2 separate regions of the Pan troglodytes genome follow, and region 1 is linked to region 2. The links are chromatin contacts, called in public HiChIP or PLAC-seq maps. All regions are on one chromosome and are shown on one strand. Each heading gives the region's core, a stretch centred on a gene start, on an enhancer-like site or on the middle of the called end of the contact. The rest is flanking DNA. Distances are from core to core; before and after follow the strand shown.

What was found. HiChIP or PLAC-seq counts read pairs in DNA pulled down with a chosen protein or histone mark.
Region 1: a contact with region 2 is called in an H3K4me3 HiChIP or PLAC-seq map of stem cell-derived excitatory neurons, with 4 times the contacts expected there. The contact joins the promoter of EMSY here to the promoter of THAP12 in region 2. A contact is called at or near these places in 1 of 7 Hi-C or Micro-C datasets (stem cell-derived neural progenitor cells) and 1 of 1 datasets of contacts at active chromatin or transcription factors (stem cell-derived excitatory neurons).

What each region holds. Positions count from the first base shown.
Region 1 is chr9:78,456,157-78,462,197 of NHGRI_mPanTro3-v2.0_pri, forward strand. EMSY (EMSY transcriptional repressor, BRCA2 interacting) reads left to right here and starts at 3,734. Exons shown (of 21, transcript XM_016921647.4): 1 at 3,734-4,145; 2 at 5,914-6,022. The coding sequence starts at 5,953. It overlaps LOC129136363 (a long non-coding RNA gene), which reads right to left and starts at 3,697. Exons shown (of 2, transcript XR_010147619.1): 1 at 3,295-3,697; 2 at 353-661.
Region 2 is chr9:78,394,626-78,401,508 of NHGRI_mPanTro3-v2.0_pri, forward strand. THAP12 (THAP domain containing 12) reads right to left here and starts at 1,702. Exons shown (of 5, transcript XM_016921640.4): 1 at 1,315-1,702. The coding sequence starts at 1,403. It overlaps GVQW3 (GVQW motif containing 3), which reads left to right and starts at 1,796. Exons shown (of 2, transcript XM_024347360.3): 1 at 1,796-2,860. The coding sequence starts at 2,396.

The sequences.
Region 1 (6,041 bases), core at 2,484-4,983, 64 kb after region 2:
GTCAGCCTTCAGATAGCTGCAACTGCTTGGGAGACCCCAAGCCAGAACCACCCAGCTAAGCCACTCGATTCCAATAGAAAATGCAAAAACTGTATAAAATTTTAAAAAATTATTCTTGTTTTAAGTCACTAAAGTTTGGGATAATTTTTCTTATGCACTAAGAGTTAACTAACAGCTATATCAAACATGAGGAAAGATGGGAAACTGATCACAGGTTGAGGACTATTTCGGGGTCGATGGAAAGACAGAGATGGTTGAATAAACTTGAAAGTACTGATGGAGACTGAATTTGAAATAAATAACCATGGGGTCCAGGACAGAAAGGAAAAAAAGTAAATCCAGCAAAGGGGAACAGATTTCTTTTTTAAAAAAATTTTTATTTATTTTTTTGAGATGGAGTTTCGCTCGTTGCCCAGGCTGTGCAATGGCGCGATCTCGGCTCACCACAACCTCCGCCTCCTGGGCTCAAGCTACTCTCCTGCCTCAGCCTCCCGAGTAGCTGGGATTACGGGCATGTGCCACCATGCCTGGCTAATTTTGTACTTTTAGTAGAGACGGGGTTTCTCCATGTTGGTCAAGCTGGTCTCGAACTCTCGATCTCAGATGATCCGCCTGCCTCGGCCTCCCAAAGTGTTGGGATTACAGGCGTGAGCCACCGCACCTGGCCAGGGGAACAGATTTCTGTGTATTTTCCCAGACTAGAGGTAGTTATAATCATGTCTAATAGGACAGCAAGTCTCAGTTTTCCTTCTTTGGTTGAGTGTAGAGTGGCTCTTATTTTATTCACCACACATTTCCTGGAGCCAAAGTGCTTTTATTTAAAATCATGGCTCTGTTACTTACAGGCTTGTTACCTTGGGCCAGCTATTTAACCTCTCTATGCCTTAGTTTCTTCATAAAATGGGGATAAAAGTGTATCTGTAAGGTTATAGTAGAGATTAAACAAGTTAATGTGTATAACGTGATCTGGAATACAGAAAGTCCTATGTAAGTATTAGCTATTATTCTTATTATATGCTAGGCTCTACAGTACACAGACCTGATTGGTTCCTCTCCTCAAAGAGCTCGTTGTCCAGTCAGGAAGATTTTCTTTTCTTTTTTTTTGAGACAGGGTCTTGCTCTGTTGCCCAGGCTGAAGTGCAGTGGCGCAATCTCAGCTCACTGCAACCTCCACCTCCTGGGTTCAAGAGGTTCTCCTGCCTCAGCCTCTCGAGTAGAGTACCTAGGACTACAGATGCACAACACCATGACCGGCTAATTTTTCTATTTTTAGTATAGACGGGATTTCACCATGTTGGCCAAGCTGGTCTTGAACTCCTGACCTCAAGTGATCAGCCCACCTCGGCCTCCCAAAGTACTGGGAATACAGGCATGAGCCACCATGCCCGGCCAGGAAGATTTTCAAATAAATGGCCATAATTCAGTGTTCTGAGCTCTGTAACAAGGTGTACACTAAGTGGTAGGGGAGCAGAGGCAGGGATGTCTGTCTTATCCTAGAGGGAAAGACAGGGTCAGGATAAGCTTTTTGAGGAAAAAGTTTGAGTCTAATCCTTAAGGAAGAGCATGTTGGGAACATTTGAGACTATAAAGCAGTCACAGGCAGCATGGGAAAGGTAGTTTCTGACTGCAAAATAAATACGGTTAGGAGAAAAGGGAAGATGTGAACTGTAGTATGTAATGACCAGCACCATCAACTTCACCTGGGGGCCTGTTAGGACTATAGGATCCAGGCCTTACCTGATATCTATACTACCAATATTTGCGTTTTAACAAGATCCTCAAGCGGTTCCTATTGACCATTAAAGTTTAGAACCACTGGTCTGGAGCATAGGCTCTGGAGCCAACATAATCAGGTTTAAATCCCAGCTTTAGCTTTTTTTTTTTTTTTTTTTTTAAGATGTTGTCTTGCTCTGTTGCCCACGCTGGAATGCAGTAGAGCGATCTTGGCTCACTGCAACCTCCACCTCCCTGGTTCAAGCAATTCTCCTGTCTCAGCCTCCCGAGTAGCTGGGATTACAGGCACATGCCACCATGCCCAGCTAATTTTTGTATTTTTAGTAGAGGTGGGCTTTCACCATGTTGGCCAGGCTGGTCTTGAACTCCTGACCTCAAATGATCCACTTGCCTCAGCCTCCCAAAGTGCTGGGTTTACAGGCGTGAGCCACCATTTACTTATGTGTGACTTTAGGCAAGCTATTTTGCTTCTTTCCTAGACTTTAGTTGCCTCCTTTGTAATTAGAGATAATAAAAGTTTCCACCTCATAAAGTTGTTCTAAGGACTGAATTACTATGTAAAATGCTTAGACCAGTATGTGGCACTTAGTAAGCACAAGGATTGACTATAATAATTCATCACTCATATGCTACTTCTTAAGGTCAGAGTCAGTTTTATAAGCCCCTTGTCTTTCAATTTGTACTCCATTGTAGAGGAGTAGACATTCATTGTCATTTTGACATTCACTGTAGAGGAAAGGACATTTGGAGGTCAGAAGACCTGGGATTACAAAGCCTAGCTCTCTTCCAATTCCTAGCTCCGTGAAATTTGGTGAGTCCTTGGAACATCTATGTTTTTCTCATTCATAGTATGAATGACCTTAATCGTACCTGTCACGGTGAAATGTTGCGAGGCTCAAATCAAATAATATATGTTAAAGTACAAAAATCCTCTATGAAGATTTCACTTACTATCTTTCCAAGAGTTCTTAAGCAACTGGATGCATAGGAAGGTCAGGGAGACAGCGGAGGGAGGGCCTGGTGATTAATATGTTCCACTTTACGATTTTCTGAAGGTGTAGGTTGGGTTTCAACAACAGTGACTTTCCTAGACCTCGGAGGGTATTTTTAGCTAATGGGCAAATAGTAGTAGGAAACTTAAATGCTGTTATTTACCTTCTCTTCCTAACCTACAGTTCCACTCAAGAACATGAAGAGTCTCATACGTTTGTATAGTGGTTCACAACTTACAACGTTTACGTGGTGCATCACAAGATCCCTATAGGGTAGTATTAACCCAATTTTTCAAGAAGGAAACTATGTCTGGAAATTGTAGAATGCATATTAAAAACTCTTTCTGACGAGCGTTTCTACCGGATCCGATGTTACCCAAAGTACAAAATTTAAAGAGGGAAGTCAATCACAAGATTTCATTGAATCTTCAGTATCAGGCAACTGGCTTCTATTTTATGGCCGCAAATAACTATATATTGGGCCCCTTTTCTCACCTGTAAAATAGGAACGAAAAGACCTTCTCCACAAATAAGATGAAATAAGAACAAAGGCTGAGGGTGAACCTACCACGTCGTAGGGCCTCAAATAAATTCTTTCTCCTTCTTGCCCTTGACAGAGATAGCACGAGATATCACTACCATTCGCATTTAACACGTGGAGGAAATCCAACGCGAGAACGCTCGGATTTCCCCTTCTCTACTTGCAACAACTCCGTAACCCGCAAATCGGCTACGGACAACTGCGATGTCCACTATGTTAGTTCTCGTAGCGTGGATTCTCTCTCCTCAAGATGCCATCTGGGGGGCTAGAGGCCGCTAATAATTGCCCTCACGATCGAAGAAACTCGATCCTAATCCTCGACGGCACTTCAGGAACAAAGCTGCTCTCCCATCGTCCCTAACCTCACTACCGTAAAGGTCACAGCAGAGCCCCTGCTCCAGCCGCTAGCGCCATCTTGGCCGCTACGTGTGACGCCACACGTAGCAGAGAGCGCAGCCGATTGGCTGGGAGACGGCAGCCCAGGAGAGGCGCGCGAAGCCAGAGACAGGAGGGTATGCAGGAGAAACCAAGGGAACTACAATCCCGGCCTTCCTTGCGCGTACGACAGCAAACCTGGAGCGAAAGAGGTTGGAGTTTGGATTCGGACCACAACTCCCAGCACCCTCCGCGATGTCTGTCCTTTTCTTTCATAACGCGGAGGAAAAGAAGGACAAGATGAATGGAGGCCTTTTGGTGTTTGTTCTCCGAAAGGCGGGAAAGGCGAACTACACCTCCCGACTGGCCGCGCGCGGCTGCGCCTGCGCCCTGTTACCTGTCGCCATCTTGCCCCTTCAGAGGCACCGCAAACAAACCCAATTCCTGGTGTTCCCTAGTCTTGGCGGAGGAGCCTTTTAGATGAGCCCCGAAAGGCCGGGCAGGTGGGTGACTCTCAGGCAGGGTCCTGGGAAGAGCTGGCAGGCCAGCCAGGCTAGAGGAGCGCCGGGCCAAGCATTCGGAGCCCGGCTTGGGGCTCCCAGCCCCATCCTCCGTTGTTTCCTAACGGGATCGTGGGGCTCCCCGGGGTGGACTCAGGGGGACTCTGGCTGGCCTGGTGCTGGGACTCCGGGGGTCTAGCTCTGGGAGACTCCCGGTGAGTCCAGGTCGTCTGACTGGGTATCCGCTGGCTTACTCTCTCTCGGTTGTCCTCTCCACTGGGGAGGGAGTGAGGCGCGGGTGCCGGCCGGGACCCCTGACAGCAGCTACTGGCCCAGAGGGGCTTGGGTCGTGGACTTGACATTGGGACCGGCGCCGAGAGGCCCGGGTGAGGAGCCTGGGCTGGCTGCTCTTGTTGTGGTGCTGCTAGGGAGTGCGTGTTTGGAGAGGGGGCGGGGCGGGCTTGTCTCCTTGACACTTGAGTGGGGAAGGATCCTACAAGATCCCGGTTCCCCGAGCGGGCTCCGGAAACTACTGCCCGGGTTTCCGATGCGTTGCGGCCCCGCTCTGGGGTCCCCTGGCTGGGACGCGCCGGGATGCCGTGACGTGGTGCTCGGTTCGAGCAGTCGCCGGCCGCCTCCAAGATCCTGTCGGGAGGCGGGGACTGGCTTGTGGAGGGAGAGGATTCCTTTGGCTCTGCCCCTTCTTCCTCCTCCCCACCCCTTTTCTTTATGTCATACTGCCGGCTGGGGCGCGCAGTCCAGTTCTTCTTGCCTTGGGTTGGTTCTGAGCTGAGAGGACTATGGGAAGTAGGGGGAGGGGGGCTCACCTCGGGACACAGAGTTGGAGTTAGCAGCCCCAGCGCCTGGAACGGGATATAGCAGTTATTTCGGTTCGGTGTCTGACTTCTAGGCTAGACAGTGAGCTCGTTCATTCATTCATTCATCCATTCGTTTTGCTCAGTCGCGTCAACCATTCACTTACCCATTTAGCAAATACTTAGAGCGGCTCTACTCTGTGCTAAGCAGGTATTGCGCGTGCCCCCAGAGCCGTGTCTTTTTGTCTTTTACACTAGGAAATTCCCAGTTCTAAGTAAGTTCCTGGCAGCTCAACTGTTGGTAAATGGCTGTTTAATAACTACAGGATCAAAATTCATATTCCATTAAGACTTGAGAGAGTATATATATATATGTGTGTGTATGTATGTATATATATGTGTATATATATATATATGTATGTATCGTTCCAATTTTAGTATATGTGTTGCCGAAGCGAGCACGAGGAGAGTTATTTATTAAGTTTCTTTAACTTGCTAGGAGCTTTACAAATTTTATCTCATGTAATTCATAAATGAGGAAGCTGACAGGAGTCAACTTGCCCCAGGTTGGTAGTACCACCTGTTTATTAAATGAAATGCCAGCCACTATGAAAGAACTTTACATATAGTGTTCTTTAATACGCGTAACAAACTGGGTGGTATTACCTCTGTTTTATAGATGTGTAAAGCTTAGGCTCAACCAGTAAGTTGAAAAGTTGGGACTAGAAACCTAGAGGTGTCTGGTTCTAAAGCCTGTGTTCGTTCCACTGTGATAGTTCAAATGACTTAATTCTTGATTTCTCAAAAGTTGGAAAGTGTGGTGGTGAGAAAGGATTGTAAAATAGTAATATCTTTTTGGTTTACTTCTTAGCCTGTGACTGGATCTCCAGGTGAGTGGCCCCTTGAATGTACTTTGGTACTTTGGTAATTTGACTTTTTTTTTTTTGTTCTGGTAGGGAGGACAAGCTCTTTGGGGCTACCAAACAGAAGCAGCAATGCCTGTTGTGTGGCCAACCCTTCTGGATCTCAGCAGGGATGAATGCAAAAGGATTCTTCGAAAATTGGGTATGACGTTCATTGTTTG
Region 2 (6,883 bases), core at 452-2,951:
TACAAGGTCCTACCTAAAGAATTTGCCCCTACCATACACACACCTTTCTGGTCTCATCTCACCTCTCTCCCAGTCCCTCTCCCTGGACTCCTGGTTGCCCTGTCTTTGCCTTCTTTGGAATGCTGCTGCCCAAGGTATCTCCATGGCTGGCCCCTTCACCTGGTCTTTGCTCAAATTCACCTTCTTAGTGAGGCCTTCTCTAATCACTGTATTTAAAATAGCAATTGTGCGTCCCTTGATACTACTTATTCCCCTACCCTCTAACCTTTATTTTTCTCCACAGTATTTACCATCATCCGACACACTACGTATTTTACTTGTTTATTCCCCCCCCCATTAGAATGTAATCTTCATGAGAGCAAGGACTTCGATTTGTTCATCTGTAACCCCCACTGCTCACAACAATGCCAACACAAGTAGACCTTCAATAATTAATTGAACTAATTAATAACATAAATTATAGTCGCCCGTTGCTGCACCTGTTCCCTTAATGGACTGAGAGCTTTCTGCAAGCAGTGACACCCTTATTCACCCATGAACTCCCAGCACCTAACATTTGCACTCGGCACATAGTAGGCATTGATTTTAAATGAATGAACCAACAAGACAGGCCTATGAAACATCTCAGCCTTTCAAACACAGTCCCTATGCTATCATTCCCTAAATATGTCAGTGTGTGGGGGTTATCCGAAGGAAGAGGTTCCAATACCAATTCCGACGCCCTCACGCGTACACCCTCTGTTATCCCTACAATACCCAAGCGAGAAAATGAGTAACGGTGACAGCCAGAAAATGAATCCTGAACCGTGCAATGACAAGTCCGAAGGAGAAAGCAGTTGCGATGAGATGAAAGAAGGTAGCGGGACTCAAAACAGAAACGCTGTCCCGGGGGTGGTGGCAAGGAGAGGGAAAGGCCCCAGTGGCCACAACCACAGAGTCCTGCTCTCTTTTGACAGCTAAGGAAACTAACGCCCAGAGAGGAAAGCGACTCCCCCGAGGTCACACAGCAAGTGAGCCACGGCGAGAACCCACAGCATCCCGCGTCCGCGCGCCGCCCCAGCTCCCTCGCGTTTGGGGTGGTGTCCTCCGCGCAGAGCCCCCACCAGCGCACGTGCTCCGAGGTCCCCGGACGACCGCCCGCCCACGGCTCGGGGCCGGCTCCCCATCTCGGTCCAACGCTGGGGTCGACGGCAGTGCGCAGCGCCCGCCCCCTGCGCCCCTCTCAGCCAGCCCGGGAGCCCGCCAGGGGCCGGCGGCTGGCAGCGCTCACCGCGAAGGTGGGCCCGGGCCGCCCGCTCTGCGCCCGCCGCTTACCTGGCAGGGTCCCGCGGGAACCTGAAGAAGGCCAAGTCGGACTGCGTGCTCTTCCGCGTGCAGTTGGGGGCAGCGCAGAAGTTCGGCATCGTCGCCCGCCCGCCGGCCGGCCCAGCCCTCCCCTCCCCGCCTCCTCAGGGCAGTCCGCCCGCCCGTCGGGGCCGGGGAGGGGAGCCAGGCCGGCCGGCCGGCTTGGCAGGGCCGACGCGCGGGGGAGGGGCGGGCGGGCTAGAAGCCGCGAGGGCCAGGAGGGGTGCCGCGGTCCGAGGCCGGGCTGGGGACGCGGCTCCACAGTGCTGTGAGCGGCCGGGAGGATTTACCGCCGCCGCCGCCGCTGGTGCACCTCCCGCCCGCCCGAGACGCTGCCGCCTCCTTCCCACAATGCACCCTGACGCCCGGGGGTGCCCTCTCTTCCCTCAGCCTTCCTCCCCCGCCCCTCCTTTCCGCTTTCTCAGCAGGCGGGCACGCGCAAGGAAGCGCGCCTGCCGGGGTGTGGCGAGGCGGAGGCGGGACCTGGCGCGCGCTGCCGCAGTGCGACTGCGCACAGTCTAATCCGCGGGGAGAGAGAATTGCGCATGCGCGCCTGTCTCCCGGGACGCTAGAGCAGGCGATTCCCGGGCTGCTCCGGTAGGTTTGGCGTGCGCGGGTTTCTGCAGATCTAGGGCGAGCTTGCACGTTACATCACCGATGTATCTCTTCTTGCTTGCTTAATTTGCCACCACTTAGGCCTTTCTTGCAGAATTCGCCATATACTCCTTAAGGGCCGCGGAATCGGAGCGACCTTGGTGACTGGCAAACTCTCGGCAGATGTGCGTGCACTGGTTTGATGCAGACGTGGTTGTAGGCGATTTAATTTTTCCCAGCTTTGCAGCCACTGTTGGCTTCCCAGAACGGATCTCCCCAGCCTCGACTGGAAGCTGAGGGACAAAAATTCATAAAAGCAATTACTCTTTCCCGGCGAGGCTTCTAGAAGAGCAAGAAGAGCGATATGATTACACCTGCAGCCCTATAAAGATTGATCTGTCCGTCTTTCCCTTACAGTCGTGGCCTGTTAAACGTTCCTGTGTTGTTCAGTGCCAGAATGAGTGACCGCTATTTAGAACAAAGGATTAGTATCAAATTTTGCGTGAAATTGAACAAGTCTGCAAGTGAGACCCACCATCTTTTAAAAGAAGCTTATGGGGATGAAGTCATGTCAAGGGCCAGAGTTTTTGACTGGCACAAAAGGTTTAAAGAAGGACGGGAAGATGTTCGAGATGATGCCCGAAGTGGGCGTCCAGTCACCCACCGAACAGATGACAATATCCAGAAGGTCAAGGACTTGGTTTGTTCAAACAGGCAGTTAACCGTGAGGATGATGGCTGAAGAGTTAAATTTAGACAAAGAAACTGTTAGGCTCATTTTGAAAGAAAACTTGAACATGAGGAAGATTTCTGCAAAAGTTATTTCGGGTGTTTTGAAGGGTGAGCCTAAACCACGAAAACTTGACTTTCGGTCCGATCTTTCAAAGGAAACTAGGAAAAATAGCTCATGTTTGAGGAAAAAGGTAACAGGTTCTGAAACATGGAGTTATCTCCAGGGTGAAGCTGGTGGGGAAATGCCCCTGCCGGTATCCCATCCCAGAGTCCACTACTCTGCCAGTCAGCTTCTGCAGGCGTCATCTTCAACAAGCCTTCCCCCCAGGGTAGCTGAGAATTGGTTCACCCCATGGTGAGAGGAATGTGAGTTAGCTGAACCAGAACTAGGATGCTGCCTCACTGTTAGGCACCTTCTTTGGCTGCTCACCTATTTTTCAGTCTTCACCACTCCTCCCTATGTGCCATGGCCCTCCTCATTACTCTTTGCTGGACTCTTGGACCATTTTCCTTGCTGTTCTCCATAACTTTGAAAAACTTTTGGCTGTTCCCTTCTGGTATTTGCTTGTTCTTGATTTCTTTTGCTCAACAAGTTTGGATTTCTTCTCTGCCCAGACCTTAGCTTGTTGTGGCTGTCCTGTTCCTTTGTTCTCAACATTCTGCCTCAGAGGATCATGCCAGTGAGAAGAGAGGAACAGGATCTCCTGGAATCTGTATCTCTGTGCCCAGGGAAGCATGCTTTTCTGGGAGGACCCCAAAAGAAGGCTTACAGTTTCAGCCTGCTTCACAGTCAGGGCCTGAGGTATGGTACAGAAGGTAGTAGCATGCTGGTACTACTGAACAGTGCTGGGCCTAGGGGCTGATCTGGCCCAGATGACTCAGTAGGCACCCTTAGGAATCAGGGGTTGGCCACCAATACTGATCTTCTCACAGGCCTACACCTCACAGAAGAGCTGGGTTTGTTTCATTCTGGTCCTATGCTTTGGACCTCCACTCATTTGGGTATCACCCCTGTTGGAAGAGGAGGATCTGGTGCTAGAAAATATAAACCCGGGGACCCAGGCCTAGGCTGTGTTGTGTGGGGAGGAAGACCAGGTGGCTCTCTAGTCCCTGAATTAAGGGAGCCTGCTGCCTATGTGCGGATTCCCACACAGCAGCCTGTTTTTAGTAACTAATGCCTATAGTTTTGAGAACTTGCTGTTTTTAGAACACTGCTGGGCATTGACAATGTGGAAGTTATGAACAAGATCTCCAAGGGCTGATGGGCTTCATGGATGAGATGGTTCTTGAACTGGATCCATGAGGATGGGTGAGACAGGGCTGTGAAATTAGGGAAAGCTTCCGGGGCAGGTGGAACAGCATGAGGCTTCCAACCTGCATCAGTAGAAAATGACACTGGCCAGGTGTGGTGAATCACGCCTGTAATCCCAGCACTTTGGGAGACTGAGGTGGGTGGATCACAAGGTCAAGAGATCGAGACCATCCTGGCCAACATGGTGAAACCCCGTCTCTACTAAAAATACAAAAATTAGCTGGGCGTGGTGGGGCACGCCTGTAGTCCCAACTACTCAGGAGGCTGAGGCAGGACAATCTGTTGAACCCGGAAGGCAGAGGTTGCAGTGAGTGGAGATTGTGCCACTGCACTCCAACCTGGCGACAGAGCTAGACTCTGTCTCAAAAAAAAAAAAAAAGGAATTAGAAAATGATGACACTATTGGCTAAAATAACAAAGTTTAAAGAGGAAGATAATGGTGTTGCAGCAGATGAACAATTTGGGATAATTTGCTTTCTCTCCTAGGCCTCCAACTCTATGCCACTTGTTGTTAAATTGCTTCCCCTGAGTTTGTGAATAGGTTTGTAACAACCAATTTGATATCTGATTTTCCATTTGGACCCCAACAAGCAGTTTCTGCAAGTTCAAACTCTGTCTCTTCTCTTCCTGCCTCTGCCAGGATTTATGGAATGGAACTTTTCCCAAGTGGGTTCCAAGTAATACCACATAGACTGGAAACATTCAAGGGGCAGGGGTTTGGTAATAGCATTTCACAGAATTGGCCAGTCTTTGTTTTACTCAAGGATTTTTAGATATAACAGCTCCTCTTAAACAATATTGCTTGATAGTAGAGGCACAACACTCATTCATCACAGTTACTTTTAGTGCTGTTCTTTCACTTTCTCTACTCACCTCCAAAAATTACAAGTTCCTCATTAACACCTGTTTTTGTTTTGTTTTGTTTTGTTTTTTGAGACGGAGTCTTGCTCTGCTGCCCAGGCTGGAGTGCAGTGGCACGATCTCGGCTCACTACAACCTCCGCCTCCCAGGTTCAAGTGTTTCTCCTGCCTCAGCCTCCCGAGTAGCTGGGATTACAGGTGTATGCTGCTACACCCGGCTATTTTTTGTATTTTTAGTAGAGGCGGGGTTTCATCATGTTGGCCAGGCTGGTCTTGAACTTCTGACCTCAGGTGATCCACCCACCTCAGCGTCCCAAAGTGCTGGGATTACAGGCGTGAGCCACCACGCCAGGTCAACACCTGTTAGTTTTGAGGCACCTTGAAAGCTAGACCTTGTCCCACAAAGAGAAGATACTGTGTAAGAAAACTCTTAAACCAAGCAACAGCTTATAGACCTCCAGCTCCTTAACAGTTTCTAGACATTCCATTTCAGGACAATGAAGTCTTCCTACATCAGATGCGGCTCTAGGTTGCCCACAAGCACTTGGCACCAGGGACACTGCACTTTAGGAACAAAGTCCCCACCACTAGTTCTTGCAGCTTTGTTGCTGAACCTCATAGTAATCCTTGCTAAGGCCTACCCAGTGGTAATTGTTGCAGATTTATATGCTCCTGGTCCCAGGCCAGGATCCCACAACCATACCTACAGGAGTTGTTTCTAACCTGTTATAAAACAGAGGTCCTGAGACCACTTACTTCTGGATTTTATTCCAGTCCTATGAACAGGGCTGGTGTGTCCCTGCCAGTGATGCTGGACCAAGACCCATGGTGGAGTGTAGAGTACCAGAAGCTATGTTGGTGCAGACATGGTTTAGACACAGCAACCAGAAGCAGGTAATTAGGAGTGTGAATTCAAATGGTTCCAATTGGCTATAATGAAAAGGACTTATCCAGAGCAAACCATTCACATTTGGCTGCTCAGAATTTCTAAACTCAAGGGTAGAGCATGATCTAGGCATCTCCAAATAGGAAAGTTCTTATATGAGTACTCCTAATGTGCCCACCCACCAAATCTATTTTATTGCTGATGCACGTTTTGCTCTGGCCTGCACCTTGCTGCCTAGGCCTCTTGAGCTCCTGGTCCCGTAGTCTCACACATCCAGCTATGTGTCCGTCACACCCCAGGCTCTTGTCCTTGACTATTTTCAGTCACCTCTCAGTTTATTCTCCACAGTTTGCTCTTACTCCTCTCTTTCCTTGTTGCTTTGTTTTCTGGTCCTGGGTCACATCTTCAGTAGCTGCTTTTGGTCACTTTGGTGTGCTGATCCTTGTATTGACCTTTGTGTCATGGTTTTCCACTTAACTTACAACTGTTCTCTCTGATTTTTTGGATCCTTCTTTCAGCTCCCCGCTTCAGCTGCTGAGTAAGGAAATTGTCTGCTCCAGCCCTGGCCCCAGGTTGCCTTCCTATCTTAAAGAAGCAGGGTGGGGTGACATGGGGGAATTATGTGTTGATTTTGTTTTTTCTAAGGGACATGGGCACCTTAGCCACCCTCAGTTGCACTCCCCAGAGGCACCCAGTGTCACCAGTTTCTCAAGGAGGCAATATGGTTACCTCTAGTAGCAAGAGTCATGAAACTTCTTCAGAGCTGTAACATCCAAAGCCCATTCTCCTAGCAACTGTATTTTCCCTGGCAGGAGAAGCTCCACCTAACCACAATAGATCAAGCCTGGCTTTCTGTGGGATGTCAGTAGGAGAGCTGGCCATCTGCAAACTTTCTCAAGCTTAACACCATCGGTCAATGACTCTGTTTGGCTTTCAGGTTGATCTTTGTCCCCGCCCCCACGCTCCTTCTAATTCAAAGTCCACATGGAATGTTTTATGCCACAGCTGAGCGTCTAAGAGGAATACATACCTTCCGGGGCAGATCATCCTAACACTGACTTTATGCAATTCTCCCCTTCCATCACCCCACCCTACCTTGCCTCATTTGCCCCACTAGTGATGATCAAAAAGAGAAAGAATAAAATGTTCACCAAAT